Linked DNA regions of Neogale vison: region 2 is linked to region 1. Evidence: chromatin contacts called from public Hi-C data. All regions are on one chromosome and are shown on one strand. The core of a region is the stretch at or near the end of the contact, and the rest is flanking DNA. Distances in the headings are between cores, read along the strand shown.

Region 1 (2,527 bases), core at 11-2,510:
TCTTCAGGACAAACAGGATAAACCCATAATCTGTCTGCTCCAGAGTTCTAGTGGGAAGAATGCTAAAGCTGGTGTGATTCCTCCGCTTCTGCCCCCAGGACTGACCGTGGAAGAGTCTTGTGCTCTGTGTCCGTTGCTGCGCCTCATGTTGTAAAAAGGAATGGGTGTGGTGAGCAGCCTGTGGCCCAGCCAGGAGGCGTGAAGATCTTGACAGCCGGCTTGATTTGAACCCACAACCGTCACTGGCTCTTGGCCATTTATCAGCCTTTAGGGGGAAGGGGAGCGGGGTCTATTGGGGCAGCTGTATCATGTTCCTGTTATTTTGAGGGAGTTGGACTGTTTTGAGCCCAAACCGTGTAACGGAATTCAACAAAAAGACAATTTAACATACATTTACTCTTCCAGAACAAAACGTTGTAGGAAACTACCTCTGTTCATTTGTTGGCCAGTCTTGTCATTTATAACTTGCTCTAAGTAAAAAAGGCCTAGTAGGATAAATTCCTCTTTGTAGATACTCTTTAAGAGGACTTGAACTCCAGGGTTCATTCTTTTGTATTTCATGACCTCCAGGAAAACGACTTGCTCAAGATTTTGTGGCTCTCTCAGCTCCAAAGCCTGTGCTTTTAAAAATCAAACAGTTAGAAAATCATGAAGGAGCAGTGTCTGTGTCCGCTGTGTGTGTGTGTGTGTGTGTGTGTGTGTTAAGACACAAAAAACCCCTGTAAATTGCAAAATTGTTTCCCTTCGAGGGCTTAAAAAATACCTTGAGTTTGTTGGGATTAGAACGGTGGCAGGCAGGGTAGCTGCCCTTCCGGAGCTGCAGCACACAAATCGATTTTGCTCCCTTAGCTGCCTGCCTGCGTGTGCTTAAAAGAATTTTTGACAAATGCGGGAGTTTCACAAATGTAGGAGTAGCAGTTCTCGAGGTGGTTTTGCAAGTCCCTTGGAACAGCCATGCCCGTCTTCAGTCACTCTTCATTTGAATGAGAAAGGGGATGGTAGAAGCTATTTTTATTTTCCCCTGGGAGCAAGAGAAAAGGAGGCGGAACTCTGTACCATGTAATTTTAAAAAAGAAAAAAAAAATCAGATTCCATTGAGATTCTTTCTTGTTTACTTTTTATTTTACTCTTGCCGTCTCCCAGTGTGTTTGCCTAATATAAGTCTTCCCCCAGGAATATGAGAATATGTGGTACGGTCCTCCTCATAACCTTCCTGGATATTTTTATAATTTATCATCAGCTGACACCGCCTGGGTAGAATATTCTTACCACTCCCTCTGGCTGCTGGAAGTCTGAAATTACATCTTTGTCTTTGAAGTCAGGCATACTGTTAGCGTTGCTATGGTGACAGGGTGGGTAATGGCGTCCACAGACAGGAGATCGGTATTTAGCGTCTAAACGCTGCTGTACACAAGGCCTTGATTTTTAGAGTGGTTACTGAACTATTCCCTTTTAGTAAATGTTTAAAAATTACATTTTTACATGGTCTTACTAGATTAATAGTCATGGTTTATTTCATTTTAACTGCAAGGATAAAAGCATTATTCCATTAAATGGGTAGCTTTTTTTCTCTCTTGGTTTATGCATTATTAACACAGGCTTTCCTGTTTTGCTTGTAACATTTTATAGGCTTTTTCAAACATGCAGTCAGATTTGCTCTGTTGCTCCTTTATTTTTTGGTCTTAACCCATTATCTGCTCCATCTTCCATGATTTCAGAGGAGACAAAGTTCTTACGGAACTAAGCTTTAAAATATTAAAAATGAAGAGGAGGAGGGAGGGTGAGAGGTGTGTGTGTGTGTGTGTGTGAGAGAGAGAGAGAGAGAGAGAGAGAGAGATAATGTTGACTGGCCGGTCTTACCCCATGAACTGCAGCAGTAACTTTCTTTTTAAGTGTTTCTTTTGTTTCAAGTTTCTTTTTAGCCCCTCTCCTGTACTATACCTTCACATAGGAGGTTAAAGGAAAGATTATTTACAGTTGTGGGGAACTGTGGGACATTTTGAAAATGTTTTAGTTAATGTAACTTTTTAAAAATGATTTTATTTATTTGAGAGAGAGAGAGTTGGGGGGGTATAGAGAGGAACAGGGGGAGAGGGACAAGCGACTCCCCACTGAGCGCGACGCTCACCATTGGGCTAGATCCCAGGACCCTGAGATCATGACCTGAGCTGAAACCAGGGTTTGGATGCTTAACTGACTGAGCTACCCAGGTGCCCCAGTTAATGTAACTTTCGAAGTGATAGTCTTTCAATTTAATCTGTTTGGTCTGAGACCAGTAACTTATATTACTTATGATTTGTTGATTCTTGATTGTTTTGTCATTAGAATAATAGTGACTCTTAAAAGTTCACACAGTATATGTGTATGCCTCCCTACCTTATTTATGAACTGCTTCTGGAATATCATTTTGAAAGCCTCATGATATGGACCTTATGCCTTCATAAAGTATTTGTTAGGAAATTCTTCCTTGGGTTAACTTGAAATGCTTTCTTGGATTTGGATTCTACTTCTGCCTTCTCAAACCACA
Region 2 (2,527 bases), core at 16-2,515, 180 kb before region 1:
TTAATTGTGCACATTTACCTCTGAAATATGATGAAAGGCGTCATATAGATTTATGAAGACATGAGATAAACTTCAGCTGTCACTATTATGGCACCTGTAGTGAAATTTCCACGTGCAAGTGGGAGCATAACACACCAGTCTACTTATTTGAAGACTTTCCCTTTACAGAGAGGACAGAAACGGGCATTTTAAGAAAAATGCTCCTTTGGGAATGCTTTTGCGTTTTCACTGATAAGCCTACACGCATATATGAGATGCCTTAAAAAATCGTTATATAAACATCATCTCTGGGGCAGGTGCCGCCAGCCTCAGCACTTACTGAGCACTTGCTGTGTACAGGGCACAGCACTCCCTGAATGCGGCTAACCTTCCCTTAAAGGCTTTCAAATTTCGCAGTTTGAAGAAGTTGTGGCAATCACGCCGATGGCCCGAATCAAGGCAGAGAGGCCAACAGTCTGAAAAATTACATAACTCCTGGGACAGGCAGTGCTTTTGCACAGATTGCCCAAATATTTTCTTTCTCCGTCGGCTCCCCCAAACCTTGGAGGCCAACAGACAACTTTGCTCCCCAGCCCTTCTCCCTCTTTTGTCTGCTCGTCAGACTCGTTTTCCACCTTTGTATCGCTCCTTTTAGACGTGAAAACAAACACGCGAACGGCCGGTTGGCAAGGAGACGGGGCACGAGGGGAAAGTGCAGCCTCCCGTCGCCCCACGCCGCCGCGCTCCGGGCGCCTGCGGAGCCGGCCCAAGCCCCCGGCCCGGGGCAGCCGGGTGCCCGCGAGGCTGCGCCCCGGCGGCGGGCGGGCGGCGGGCGGCGGGCGGCGGGCGCAGGGCCCGGCGGGCGGCGGCGGCGGCGGCGGCGGCGGCCCGCGCCGAGTCCAGTCCGCGTTTTGCGAGTGCACGCGAGTAATCAGAGAGAAGTGGATAATAGTTGCTCGGGCTCGCTCGGCTCCCTCTCATGCCATGCTGGGCCCGATAGGCGCAGTCAGTCGTGTATTTACCCATATCCGGGGTAGAGAGGAAAAGAGAAAAGTTTCATTTAAACCTGAACTAAAAACTTTCACCATGAAATCACACAGCGGGAACAGGCCCAGACCGTAAGGCGTGCCTCCCGGTTCGGCTCCGGCGGGGCCTGCGGAGGGGGAGGGGGCTCGCTCGATTCCCGTCGGGGCGTGTGGATGCGCACAGGAGGGGCCGCTGACTAAAAAGTGGGTTTTATTGTCTCCCCCCGCCCCCCGCCCGGCCTGGCCACGCCGCGGCGATCATGGCCGCGCGGGCAGCAGCGGCGGCGGCGGCGGCGGCGCGGGCGCGGGCGGGCAGCGGCGAGCGGCGGGCGCCCCCCGGGCCGCGGCCGGCGCCCGGGGCCCGGGACCTGGAGGCGGGGGCGCGCGGCGCGGCGGCGGCGGCACCGGGACCCATGCTGGGGGGCGGCGGCGACGGCGGCGGCCTGAATAATGTGCACCACCACCCCCTGCACCCCCGTCACGAACTGAACATGGCCCATAACGCGAGCACGGCGGCCGCCGCCGCCAGCACGAACAGCGCCAAGAGCGGCGGCTCCGAGGCGGCTCTCAAGGAGGGTGGAAGCGCCGCCGCGCTGTCCTCCTCCTCCTCCGCGGCGGCGGCGGCGGCGTCCTCCTCTTCCTCCTCGTCGGGCCCGGGCTCGGTTATGGAGACGGGGCTGCTCCCCAACCACAAACTGAAAACCGTTGGCGAAGCCCCCGCCGCACCGCCCCACCAGCAGCACCACCACCACCACCATGCCCACCACCACCACCACCATGCCCACCACCTCCACCACCACCACCACGCACTACAGCAGCAGCTAAACCAGTTCCAGCAGCAGCAGCAGCAGCAGCAGCAGCAGCAGCAGCAGCAACAGCAGCAGCAGCAGCAGCAGCAACAGCAGCAGCAGCAACATCCCATTTCCAACAACAACAGCCTCGGCGGCGCGGGCGGCGGCGCGGCTCAGCCGGGTCCCGACATGGAGCAGCCGCAACATGGAGGCGCCAAGGACAGTGCCGCGGGCAGCCAGGCCGACCCCCCGGGCCAGCCTCTGCTGAGCAAGCCGGGCGACGAGGACGACGCGCCGCCCAAGATGGGGGAGCCGGCGGGCGGCCGGTTCGAGCACCCGGGCCTGGGCGCCCTGGGCGCGCAGCAGCCGCCGGTCGCCGTGCCCGGGGGCGGCGGCGGCGGTGGCGGCGGCGGCAGCGGCCCGGCAGCCGTCTCGGAGTTTAATAATTACTATGGCAGCGCTGCCCCTGCTAGCGGCGGCCCCGGCGGCCGCACTGGGCCTTGCTTTGATCAACATGGCGGACAACAAAGCCCCGGGATGGGGATGATGCACTCCGCCGCAGCCGCCGCCGGAGCCCCCAACAGCATGGACCCCCTGCAGAACTCCCACGAAGGGTACCCCAACAGCCAGTACAACCATTATCCGGGCTACAGCAGGCCCAGCGCGGGCGGCGGCGGCGGCGGCGGCGGCGGTGGAGGAGGAGGAGGAGGAGGAGGAGGAGGAGGAGGAGGA

What was found. A called contact is a pair of places that touch in the nucleus more often than the background predicts.
Region 2: a contact with region 1 is called in a Hi-C map of fibroblasts, with 6 times the contacts expected there. The contact joins the promoter of ARID1B here to the enhancer-like site in region 1. A contact is called at or near these places in 2 of 3 Hi-C or Micro-C datasets (fibroblasts and muscle).

The regions. Positions count from the first base shown.
Region 1 is chr1:10,411,559-10,414,085 of ASM_NN_V1, reverse strand. The region is part of intron 4 of ARID1B (AT-rich interactive domain-containing protein 1B); the gene reads left to right. Among named protein-coding and RNA genes, the nearest start is that of ARID1B, 180 kb to the left of the region's middle. Within about 2 kb of position 1,260, the one cell type or tissue checked has open chromatin away from gene starts, as enhancers often do. A contact at or near this core is called in fibroblasts, where this site is marked.
Region 2 is chr1:10,587,058-10,589,584 of ASM_NN_V1, reverse strand. ARID1B (AT-rich interactive domain-containing protein 1B) reads left to right here and starts at 1,265. Exons shown (of 19, transcript XM_044243328.1): 1 at 1,265-2,527. The coding sequence starts at 1,265.